Regions from separate parts of the Sus scrofa genome. Here all the other regions are linked to region 2. A link is a contact called in public promoter capture Hi-C data. All regions are on one chromosome and are shown on one strand. The core of a region is the stretch at or near the end of the contact, and the rest is flanking DNA. Distances in the headings are between cores, read along the strand shown. Region 1 holds the start of CSNK1G1 (casein kinase I). Region 2 holds the start of PPIB (peptidyl-prolyl cis-trans isomerase B). Region 3 holds the start of PCLAF (PCNA-associated factor).

Region 1 (4,369 bases), core at 1,779-4,278, 200 kb after region 2:
CAAAAAAATCTACAACTCCAATAAAAACATATTTTCAACACTTTAAAAAATAGTATAAATATCCCATTAATAATTTTGACTATAGGAGTTCCCATCGCGGCTCAGTGGTTAATGAACCCGACTAGGATCCACAAGATCATGGGTTCAATCCCTGACCTCACTCAGTGGGTTGGATCCAGTGTTGTGGTGAGCTGTGGTGTAGGCCAGTTGCTACAGCTCAGATTCAAACCCTGGCCTGGGAACCTCCATATGCCGCAGGTGCGGCCCTAAAAAGACAAAATAATAATAATAATAATTTTTACTATATCCATCCATCTATCAATTTGACCAATATTTATTTGGTGCCTTTCATGTAGCTGCAGTGGGGGCTAAAATTTAAAATAGTATTTCTAACTTAAGGAACATACAATATAGCTGGAGAATTTTATTAAAAAAAAATAAAATTCAACACTATTTAAAATAGAGGGAAATGAAGAGGCAATATATTTGAAAATTTCTCTCAAAATTATGACACCTATGGAGTTCCCGTCGTGGCGCAGTGGTTAACGAATCCGACTAGGAACCATGAGGTTGCGGGTTCAGTCCCTGCCCTTGCTCAGTGGGTTAACGATCCGGCGTTGCCGTGAGCTGTGGTGCAGATTGCAGACGCCGCTCTGATCCCGCGTTGCTGTGGCTCTGGTGTAGGCCGGTCGGTGGCTACAGCTCCGATTGGACCCCTAGCCTGGGAATCTCCATATGCCGCGGGAGCCGCCCAAGACCAAGAAATAGCAAAAAGACCAAAAAAAAAAAAAATTATGAAACCTATAAACTTCTCTAAAAAGTGATACTGAATTAAAACTTTACACCAACTTTTTGCACAAAAATCTATTATCTTTTGAATATAAAGTACATTTAAAAATTTTAAATTACAAACTACATTACATTAAAAAGCAAACTAGCTGAAAATCTGACATTTAATAGGTTACATACAACTGTATCATTTTAAATCTACAAAACAAATGATATAAAAACTTCTGAGATAATTTCTATGTCATCACAAATACTTCAAAGGCAAAAATTCATTCCATTTTCATTTATTTCACAGAATATTATACATATAAAATTCTATAAGTTTTGCTAATAAGCTTAAATCTACTTAACATGAATCATACTACTTTTGTTGATTTTAATCGTAAAATTAAAAGTACTTTGTTTTATGCCTCAATTTTAATTCTCTATAAAGACATGTGATGTTAATTAAGATTTATATACACTGCTTTTTAAATGTTTTTCTTATCAACCCATGCCATACACATCACAAATCTGAGAAAAACCTTTGAAACATCATTGGTCGTTTCAGTTAATTCACATACTTTTTAAGAAACTCCTGATAATTTGATGCTGCTTATGATCAATTTCTAGAAGCCACAGAAAATCCTGTTGTACAAATATGTTTTGGAATATTATCCAGTTCTGTTCCTATCTCAAACCCTAATCCATAAAACTAAGCTACCTTAACCGTGTTAAGATTATTAATAATTTATCTTTCAATTGGAAGGTGCTTCCATTTAAAGTGGGCTGTTATTTAAATACATTACTCCCCCTTACAACACTGGTAAGTATTTTAACTCATATTACTTTGAAGAAATTGTATCTCTGGTAAGTTCTTGACTTGTCCAAGGTCAACAACTAGCTAGTGGCAGTCCAGGTTCAATCCCAGATTTACCTAACCTCAAAGCCAATACTTCCACTTGACCACAATTATCTCCTTAAAAGATTAGGAGACAGGCGCAAAAGCAGAGAATCTTGTCTCTCTGAATGTTCACGCCTCTATTCTGAGACATCTATAATCACACAGTACCTACAATTCGGTCACTAACTGAAGTATACGTGAAGAGAATCATTCTGCTTCATTTAAACTAGGGCAGGCTTACTGGCAGATAAGAAAGATGTTGGAAAAGGCTTGCCTCAACATGTTTCGCCTAGACCTCTATATCTATACGGTTCCCCTAGTGTATTTTTTACAAACGCGTATCTACCAAACAATGCTAAGCTAAATTAGCCCATAGTTTGGAGCTTTTCAGAACTGCATTTTCTAAAATAATTTACACCAGATTTAATATCGAGATGGGAGACTTGGCTAAATATGCCATTCTGGCACTTGCCAAACATTCTAAGTATCATTGAGGGGCAAGAGAACCAGTTCCACCCTCTCTCTTTCTTTTACGCTGTGATGCCTGCCCACTTGGGGGGCGGAGGCGGTACCTCTCCGGTAGGACACCGGGGCCAGAGAGCACTAAAGGAAGAAGTGGGGGAAGCGCACGGAAATTGGGAGGAGGGAGGTCTCCTTACCCACTCTTCTGCCCTAGCTCTGCCAAGGGCGGCTCCCCGCAGTGCCCAGCCAACTCACAACCCCCACAACACTCGAAGCCGGGCTCTGTCCCAGGGGGGTGCCCAAGGGAAGCAGTCATTTGAAGCAAGGGCTTGTCCCAGCCACCCCGCCAGGGTCAATGTTCTCCTTTTGGATGGAGAGGATGCTCCCCCTTTTAGAGCTAACCCTCCAGGTGGCAAACTCCCAGTCCGCAGCAGCTAAGTCTTCTGCTTTCAAGGGGCGCCTTCTCCGAAACCTCTACCCGGCCACTCGAAACTCTCCGCCAGCGGCGTGCCCTGGCCCTTGCATTCCGTCCTTAAAACCCTTTACAATCAAACTCGCCGGCCTGCGCCCCACCCAGGATCTCGGTGCTCCCCTCCCCGACTCGGAGAAGGGGGCCCCCACCAGCCGGCTTAGACACACACACAACACCCTCAGGCTAGAGCCTCCCGGATCCCATCGAAGCCGGAGCGAGTACCTCGTCTGGCCGTGTCCTGGGGCTCAGATGGGGTGAGCGCAGTTCCCTCCTGGAGGCGCGGAGTGCTTCTCTACCCACCAGCAGCGTTGGCTTCTCTTTCCTAGGAACTGGAGGGAGGAAAAGTGCGGGAGGGGAGGGGGGAAGGCGAGGAGCCGAGGGGCGGCAGAAGCCGAACCGGAACTACTAGCGCTGGCCCCACCCTCAGCCCGGCGCAAAGCACCCGGGCGCTCCCGATAGGACAAACTTAAAGCTGGCAGTGAGAAATGTACACCACCACTTCCGGGTCATCCTCGCTACCGCCCCTCCTTAGCAACCGCGTGGGGTTGCTAAGCGGAAGTGCCTTCAAAGACTGCCACCCCCACTTCTTCTGGGATTACTAGAACCGAGCTGCGTGCGTGTGCTCCTCTGTGGCAACATACCCTTACCTTCTACTCCTGCTCCTATCTTGGGTGGAGCACGGGCTCGCCTGCCAAACACAGAGAGCCCACTTTAGTTTTCTCCTTAGCTGTACTCGCACTATTAGCCCCAGTCATTATTTACTCCAGTTCCCTCCCGCCCCGAATCCCAAGTGGCTCCTCCTAAGGATCTCTCTGATCCCTCGTTTCAGGCGGTTTAGCAAGCGTCTCCCTCTTGTGGATATTCAGTTGTGTTTCAACTGGATTTTTTTAGGTAACCTCCAATGTTACGAAAGCTTTTTCAAGCACTTGGTTCTCCTGTGAGAGCCCCTGAAATCGAAATCGAAGGTGAGAAACTTCTGTCTTCACCTATCTTGTCTTTTGTAAAGATTGCACATGTTTAAGATATGAAAATAACCGAACTAAATGGAAGGAGAAAACAAAGATTCGCTGTAAGTAACGTGAGTAATCCTTAAGAGAAAAAACCGTGAGGAATGGCCAAAGGAAGCTGGTAGTCAAGCTTGTGGAGAAAGACATTTAATCCACCACTGAGAATAAATTCTCATTCCTATACTGTGGACAAGAAAAAAGTGTTAATAAGAGACCTGATTTATTCTTGTCATATATTCTAAACCTAATACTGACTATTAGCTTTTTCATATTAGAATGAGAAAGAACAAGGAATAATGAGGCCAGAAAATGAGAAGGAACCAGAAGAGATTATAGGATCATGGAAACAAGTCTATTAAAAAACTCTATTCAGGAAGTTCCTGTTGTGGCTTAGCAGTAACGTGCCTGACTAGTCCATGAGGATGCAGTCAGTAGATCCCTAAAAAAGTGGGTTAAGAATCTGGTGTTGCCATGCGCTGCAGTGTAGGTCACAGATGCGGCTTGGATCTGGCATTGCTGTGGCTGTGGTGTAAGCCAGCAGCTGCAGCTCTGATTCGACCCCTTGCTTGGGAACTTCCAAATGCCAAGGTGCAGCCCTAAAAAGAAAAAAAGTTAAAAAAACAAACAAAAAAAAAGGTCTATTCAGGAGTTCCTGTATGGCTCAGTGAGATAAGGATCTGGAGTCACCGAAGCAGTGGCTCCGGTTGCCGCTGTGGGGTGGGTTTGATCCCTGGCCCAGAAAATTTTGCATACCTC
Region 2 (4,080 bases), core at 1,501-4,000:
GACCCCATTCCTCCCTCTTCTTTGTACTGAGTTCCCTATACAAAGAAGGGTGCAGATGTCTCTGTGCAGGTGACAGATCTACCTCTGGAGCTGGGGAAGGAAGAGAGGCCTTGTCTACCCAACACAGCTGGCCCTTGCACCTTGGGCGCTGCACCGACAGACCCCTCTGCCCAGGACCTGGGGTTACCTCCAGTGCCATCTCCCCGGGTGAAGTCTCCACCCTGGATCATGAAGTCCTTGATGACACGATGGAATTTGCTGTTCTTGTAGCCAAACCCTTTCTAGAAAAAGGGATGAGGAAGTTAGGAGGAGGCACGAGGTATACCAAGCAGACATTAAACAGGCCCTGCAGGAACGCAGCCAACAACTCCTGCTCACAGAAGAGAAACCCCTGCTGGCAGACTCAACATGCTAGTGGGTGAGCAGTTACCACAGGCCAGGTGTGGCATACACAGATCCAGGAAAGGCTGAGACCACACAGTCCTCTGCCTTTAGACAAATTCCCAGACTTTATACACAATTCTACTTCACAGAATGCCTCCACATTTTCCCACATCTAATCATAGGAACAGATGATGCAAGAAAACTGACAAAAAAAAAGTTACCGGAGTTCCCGTCGCGGCTCAGTGGTTAACAAATCCGACCAGGAACCATGAAGTCGCGGGTTTGACCCCTGGCCTTGCTCAGTGGGTTAAGGATCTGGTGTTGCCATGAACTGTGGTGTAGGTTGCAGACTCGGCTCGGATCCCACGTTGCTGTGGCTCTGGCGTAGGCTGGCAGCTACAGCTCTGATTAGACCTCTAGCCTGGGAACCTCCATATGCTGCGGGAGCGGCCCTAGAAAAGGCAAAAAAAAGACCAAAAAAAGAGAAAAAACCCAGTTACCTACTAACCAATGGAAAGTTGAAATACAAGCTCTTTTTTATTTTTTGGGCCATGCCAGCGGCATGCCAAAGTTCCCAGGTTAGGGATGGAACCTGCACCACACCTGTGACGACTCCGGATCCTTAACCTGCTGAGCCACCAGGAACTCCAAAACAGAAACTTTCTTATATAGGAAGGACATTCATTTCATTAAAACCTGGAAAGCTCTGAGCCCCTTACTCTGGTGCAGAAGCTACAGACTAGTTTCCATAGATGTTTTCTTTGGTTACCATGATGTCTCAAAGATGAAAACTTTTCTTAAAAAAAAAGAAAATAATAATCCTAATTCTGGATTCAGTTTAAAAAATTCAGTAGAGGAGTTACCATTGTGGGTCAGCATGTTATGAACTGGACTAGTATCCATGAGGATGTGGATTCAATCCCTAGCCTTGCTCAGTGGGTTAAGGATTTGGCGTTGCTGCAAGCTGCAGCACAGGTCACATATGAGGATCGGTTTGGCATTGCTGTGGTTGTGGTATAGGCCAGCAGCTGTAGCTCCAACTAGACCCCTAGCCCCGGAACTTCCATTTGCCGCAGGTGCAGCCCTAATAAGTAAAAAATAAATAAATTAATTAAAAAACCCAATAGATATAGTAATAGTGGGTTCCCTGTGCCAGAGGGCACAGCTGGTACTCTGTCACTGTTATGGATGGGGAAGTCAGTTTGCTGCCAGCCCTATATGCCAATTTCACTTCTTTTGAGCTTGGCTACCTCCACTCTAGCCACTTACCTCTCCTGTAGCCAAGGCCACAAAATTATCCACCGTTTTTGGAACTGTCTTTCCAAAGAGACCGATGACCACCCGGCCTATATCTTCATCTCCAATTCGCAGGTCAAAGTAAACCTGAAGAAAAAATACCATTTTGAACTTGGCCTCTTTGAAGGGGCCTTGCTAGGGAAGGGGGACCCAAGAAGCTACCCAGAGGATGGGAGAGAAAACAGCCATATTTTAGGAGCAGTGTTTCTAAATATGACTTTGGTAGCAACAAAAATCCCATGAAAATTTACGTTTAGTTTGTTGACAATCTCCTTAGACTACAGATTAACAACCTTTGCTCTAAATAAATAATGGGCCCAGATGATAAAATTTAACATCAAAAACCCTAAGGAGGGGAGCCTAAGCACACCCCTCAGGTTTAAAACTACACAAATGTGCCTTGTAATTGGAAGTGGCTACAACTGGACCTGAGTAGATAAAGGACTGGCAATTTGGCAGACGTAATCTTTCACCATTTCTCCAGCAGTGCATAAACGGCTCTGAGTCTTCAGTGCCAGCCCAGCTGGGCATCATGGGTGGCAAAGCCTGGGCCAGGGCCAGGCTAACGGGGAGGGTTCAGGTCAATCTCTGGTCTGAATAAGCGAGGACCGCTCAGGCGCCAAGAAGCACAGCAGAGAGACTAGAGAGGGGGCAGAGCCAAAGCCAAGGACGCCCAGGCCTGAGCTCCGGGGCCGTAAACGCCTCGGACACATGTGACTAGCGGCGCCAAGGCCGGAACCCAGGCGGCGAAGGGCGGGCCTCGGCAGGCAGGTCTGGAGAGGGGAGGGCGGACCTTGACAGTGACTTTGGGTCCCTTCTTCTTCTCATCTGCCGTGGAAGGTCCAGGCAACAGCAGGAAGAGGACCGAGCCCACGACTACGGCGGCGACGAAGAGCACCTTCATGTTCCGCTCCAAGAAGCGCAGCATCCACCGGGAAAAGCGAGCGCTACAGGGCTGCTGAGGCCGGAAGGGGCGGGGCGGAGCGGCGTGGGCCCCGGCGCCGCCACCCAGAGCAGCCGGGGGGAGACAGGGGTTCCTACCGGCCTCCAAGCGGAGGAGGGCCCCATTTCCCCCCTCTGAGTCGGCGCCAGATGGTAGGTCCCCCTGGGGGGCGGAGCTCGGCTCGCCGACTGGGCTAGCAGGGACGCGGGCTCGTGGGTGGCTGCCACGTTACTGCGGCCTCATTGGCTCCCCAGCTCGCCAACGCCGACCAACAGGAAGAGGGTCAGCGGAAGGCGGCGCCGGGAGAAGACACTATAGTTTCTAGTAGGCAGAGCCTGCACCCTCTCGCCCTGCCTTTGCGGGATTGCAAGTCCACTGGCAGGAGGTGACCGATACTTTACGTGAGGAAGGGCATCGATGGGGCAGAAGACACTTAGCGTTGTCCGTATTGGGACAGTCAAGGATTAGTCACCACCACATTGGATATAAATGTGATAGCCTCAAAGACTAGCGGCACGTTTCTGCCTACTCGTAGTATAACCATATACAGCGACCAGAATTCTACTCCTGTGCAAAACTTGCTTCACTTTTTTTTCTTTTTTTGGTAATAACCCATTGGAAGAAGGATCTGAAAAAGAGTGAATGTATCTATATGTAAAACTGAATCACTTTGCTGTACACCTGAAATTAACACTTTGTAACTGTTCATTTATTTATTTATTTATTGCTTTTTAGGGCCACCCCCGTGGCATATGGAGGTTCCCAGGCTAGGGGTCTAATCGGAGCTACAGCTGCCGACATATACCACAGCCACAGCACCATCAGAGGCGCCTCTGCGACCTACACCACAGCTCACCACAACGCAGGATCCTTAACCCATTGAGTGAGACCAGGTATCCTCATGGTTCCTCATCCTCATGGTTCCAGGTTGGATTTGTTTCCGCTGCACCAAGTTGGGAACTGCAACTCCAATTTTTAAAAGTCCTACTTTTTTTTTTTTTATTACTAATCTCTATCACAGTACTACGTTTTTTCCCTCTCCCTTCTCTAATTGTACTGCTGTGTTTGTCAATGCACACTTTAGTGTGTACTCTGGTTCTTTTTTTTTTTTTTTTTTTTTTAATGGCTGCTCCCACAGCATATGGAGGCTAGTGGTCGAATCAGAGCTGTAGCTGCCAGCCTATGCACAGCCACAGCAATGCCAGATCCAAGCCGCATCTGCAACCTAGACATCACAGCTCATGGCAACGCTGGATCCTTTTTTTTTTTTTTTGTCTTTTTGCTATTTCTTTGGGCCACTCCCGCGGCATGTGGAGGTTCCCAGGCTAGGGATCGAATCGGAGCTGTAGCCACTGGCCTACGCCAGAGCCACAGCAACGTGAGATCCGTGCCGCGTCTGCAAACTACACCACAGCTCACAGCAACGCCAGATCCTTAACCCACTGAGCAAGGGCAGG
Region 3 (4,242 bases), core at 938-3,437, 230 kb after region 2:
TTTTCAAGAATACATATGTTTCTTTATATTCCAGAATATAAAAACTTACTTTCTCTTTGCTTTTCCCAATCCACTGCTTCCTGCTTCTTCAGGAATCCTATTCTCTTTTTCTGAATCTTTAGCAGACAGCCTGAAGAATTCTCCAATTCCTTTTTGCCACTTGGGAGTTGGGCGCACACAAACTGGATTCCCTCCTGCATACTTGTTTTCGGCTATAAAATATAAATGGATGGGACTCAATAAAAATCTCCATTCCTTAAAGGGAAACAATTCTTTATTATCAAATCTAAAGGGTATTAGGAGTTCCTTTGTGGCTCAGTGGGTTAAGGATCCAATGTTGTCACTGCTGTGGCTCAGGTTGAAGCTGTGCTGCTGCTTATATCCTTGGCCCAGAAACTTCCACATGCCCTGGATAAGTCCAAAATAAATAAATAAATAAATCCAAGTGTATTAAATGGTAGCAGTGCATCCATCTTAAATTGAATTTTATCTTGTAAATTATTTTTTTTCTTTGTTTTTTAGGGCTGCATCCATGGCATATGGAAGTTCCCAGGCTAAGAGTCATATCGAAGATGTAGCCTCCCGCTTTCGCCACAGCCTTAGCAACGTGGAATGAGAACCACGTCTTGGACCTACACCACAGCTCACAGCAACACTGGATCCTTAAGGCCAGGGATCCAACATGCATCCTCACAGATGCTAGTCAGATTCATTTCCGGTGAACGACAGCAGGAACTCTTTAAACTGAATTTTAAAATGTGCCACGATGGAGTTCCCATTGTGGCTCAGTGGTTAGCAAATCCGACTAGGAACCATGAAGTTGGGTTCGATCCGTGGCCTTGCTCAGTGGGTTAAGGATCCGGCATTGCCATGAGCTGTGGTGTAGGTCAAAGTCGCAGCTTGGAACCAGCGTGGCTGTGGCATAGGCTCCGATTAAACCCCTAGCCTGGGAACCTCCACATGCAGTGGGTGCGGCCCTAGAAAAGAGCAAAAAAAAAAAAAAAAGGAAGACAAAAATGTGACATGATAAAGCTATATTCAGGCAATAATACTTTATAATGTTTATCTTTTAGCCTAAAAAATAGAATTAACAAGATATTTATAAAATATAAATATTCTTCAGGAGTTCCCGTTGTGGCAGAAACGAAAAATGTTTAAGATGACATTGCGACAATGTGATTAGCACTGTCAACTATCATCCTAATTCTTTTTTTTCTTTTTTGACCTCCCGGATATGTGGAATTTCCAGGCCGAGGATTGGAGCCGCAGTTGGCGAGATCTTTAACCCAGAGAAGGATGGAACATGCGTCTGGGCGCTGAGAGCTAGGATCCCTGTTGTGCCACAGGGGGAACTCCTCATCCCAATATTTAATCTAGGAAGGGAGTGCTTAAATAGTCTCTTTCAAGGAAAAACCCAGCTGCCAATATTAAGAAAAATAAAAACGCTAAAGTAGAGGGGGGGAAAAAAGGTTGGAAGAGAAACTGTGTCTGTCCCCAACCCAAGGCTTCAGATTCTTTACCATTCGACCCAACTCTACCTCAGTCTGCCGAGAGACCAAGGCCCCCCTCGTTGTATCAAAGGGCAAGTTAGAAATTCGGGCCTGAGGCTCTCTGGAAAACAAATTCCACAGTGGGTTAGGAGGCTCGCAGGTCAGAACTGTGATGCCTGGCCTGATCCCCTTTTGAGAGGGTTCCTCCCAGGAGCTTGCAGGGGCGCTTTTTACCTTTCCTTGACGAAAGCGACGTGGAATTAGCAGAGGTGGAGGAACCCAACACCTTCCTGGGGGCTCGAGAAGCCACCACTGTGGAGAGAGGCAAAGGAGGGCATTCAGAAGAGAGCAGGCATAGTCTCCGACTGGAAGGAAGAGCCCCGCGATCCAGAACAGCAGACAACTGTCCCCTGTCGGAACCGCTTCTTCCTCCTGGTTAAAGGGGCCGGGCCGCTGCTTCCCCGCCGGCCGGACGAGTTTGCGGACGGGTCTGTGGGGAGCCCCGGCCTCTCCTGCTCGCCGAGAGCTGCCCTCCCTCCACCACCGTACTCAAATGCCTCACCTTTTCTGTAGGTGCCAGGGACACTGTCTGCTTTAGTCCGCACCATATTCGAAAACGAGATGAGAGCAACCAACCGTCTCTCCTGCCGAGGGTGCTTCACGGGACAAGGCCCCAAAAACGAATCTCCCGCCACAGTTTATATTGGTCTCTTTCCCGCGCGCTCCACGGACAACCCCGGGCCGCCTCTCCATTGGTTCCGCGCCTTTCACGCGCAACCAATCGCCAGCGTCCAGTGGTGACTGTGGTAGAGCTGGGCGCAGTGCTGACCCGTCTATCAATTTGCAGAAGCTTGTGATTCGTATCCGCTCGGAATGGGTGGTGCCAGGGCGCTTTGCTGAGGTGCCCCAGGTGTGGGTGCTAAGATTCTGAATTCTCTTCTAAGTGCCTGCTTAGAAAAGAAAATACCAGAAAGACAGCGAATTACAACATTTCTTCAAAAGATAACCACAGGATTAAATCCGTAATGATCGATTTCTGGACGTGACACCTGAAATGAGGCGGACTTTTTATTAACTCTGGCATGAACTTTCTTTACAGCATCCATAACTAAAACAATTATATGGAATGGGGATAAAAGAAGCTAATACAATTTATTTACGGGGATTTGATTTAAAAAAAAAAAAAACCTTTTTAGGAGGCTGTGAAACTGAAGGAAAAAACTTGGTGAATTGTGTATACATACATAAAAAGAAACATTATTTATAATAATAAAATGTTTTCCCGAGACCTGTCACGGTTTCAGAATACCTTAAATGTATGTCCGCGGCACACAGTGAACATTACTTTAGAATAAGAGCTAATAACTATTTTCTGTCCCAATGCTTATCCTAATTATTCACGATACCCCTGGGGAGTGATTTTTCACTCTGAATACCATGCACATAACCTGATCAAAGCCTTAGGATGCATTTTGTTAAATGTATACTTTAAAGGAAACCCTAAAAGTGTAAGCAGGTCGTTGGTTCTCGTCAATAAATTATGGCTGAAATTTCAGAAAAGTCTACTCAGTACTTTAACAGAATCAACAGCTACTGCGTGTTTCTGAAATACAGAATCTAGATGATATTAACATTATAACAGGAGGAAAGGTATTTCAAATTCCCTGTAGCTCTGGCCAAATCTAAAGAGTCTAAGATTACAGCCAAAGTCCTATCAGAAAAATCAACAAGCCCTAGAGTATCCCTAGTTGTTCTTTGTCATCAAGCTCCTCTCAATACACAATGCTTTCACAATACACCTTATTTCCTTTTCAGTTAATTGGTTTCTACAAAGGGCTGAGTTACCTAATTCCCAAATCCCATAGAGATCAGAGCTTCATAGAGAATCTGCTGGTCTTTTCCCTTAGTACATATGCCAAGTAAATTGCTACAAAAAATTGCAAACATATCTTTGCACATAGGGGCAGTCTACATGGTACTATAGCCATATTTATGTTTGTCTTTTTAATTACAATTATGATAAAGAAGGACACATAATAGAGTAAAAATTTAGGAAAAAGGTAGTGATGCATAGTAAAATTTTTTTTTTTTTTTTTTTGAGGGCCGCACCTGCGGCCTATGGAAGTTCCTAGGCTAGAGGTCCAATTGAAGTGTAGGTGGTGGCCTACACCACAACCATATCGATGCCAGATCCGAGCAGCATCACCCACACCACTGCTCATGGCAACAACACCAGGTCCTTAATCCACTGAGCAAGGCCAGGGATCTAACCTTCTTCCTCAAGGTTAGTAGTCTATTTGGTTACCGCTGAGCCACAAGGGGGACTCTGTCTAGTAAAAATCATTTTCTTTTTTTGTTTTTTCAGGGCTGCACTGTTCAGCATATGGAAGTTCCCAGGCTAGGAGTCAAATTGGAGCTCTATCTGCGGGCCTACGCCACAGCCACGCTGGAAGAGCGGTGTCTGTGACCTACACCACAGCTTACAGCAACCCCGGATCCTTAACCCCCTGAATGAGGACAGGGATAGAACCTGCAACCTCATGGTTCCTAGTCAGATTTGTTTCTGCTAGGAACGCCATGAAGGGAACTCCCCATGAGTTTTCTGTGGAAAGTTTTATTTGTGCCATATACTAGATTCTAGATTTGTGATATCATATATTTGTCTTTCTCTTCTGACTTACTTCACTTAGTATGAGAGTCTTTAGTTCCATCCATATTGCTGCAAATGGCATTATTTTGTTCTTTTTATGGC

The links. Promoter capture Hi-C pulls out the DNA fragments that hold promoters and counts their contacts.
Region 1: a promoter capture Hi-C map of fetal liver shows a contact between it and region 2, with 2.1 times the contacts expected there. The contact joins the promoter of CSNK1G1 here to the promoter of PPIB in region 2. A contact is called at or near these places in 3 of 5 promoter capture datasets (fetal liver, fetal skeletal muscle and liver) and 1 of 2 datasets of contacts at active chromatin or transcription factors (alveolar macrophages).
Region 3: a contact with region 2 is called in a promoter capture Hi-C map of fetal liver, with 2.3 times the contacts expected there. The contact joins the promoter of PCLAF here to the promoter of PPIB in region 2. A contact is called at or near these places in 1 of 5 promoter capture datasets (fetal liver) and 1 of 2 datasets of contacts at active chromatin or transcription factors (alveolar macrophages).

What each region holds. Positions count from the first base shown.
Region 1 is chr1:107,688,709-107,693,077 of Sscrofa11.1, reverse strand. CSNK1G1 (casein kinase I) reads right to left here and starts at 3,028. Exons shown (of 14, transcript XR_002344535.1): 1 at 2,829-3,028.
Region 2 is chr1:107,885,333-107,889,412 of Sscrofa11.1, reverse strand. PPIB (peptidyl-prolyl cis-trans isomerase B) reads right to left here and starts at 2,750. Exons shown (of 5, transcript XM_021093880.1): 1 at 2,474-2,750; 2 at 1,654-1,767; 3 at 188-281. The coding sequence starts at 2,608.
Region 3 is chr1:107,657,454-107,661,695 of Sscrofa11.1, reverse strand. PCLAF (PCNA-associated factor) reads right to left here and starts at 2,187. Exons shown (of 4, transcript NM_001244997.1): 1 at 2,053-2,187; 2 at 1,725-1,802; 3 at 50-212. The coding sequence starts at 2,098.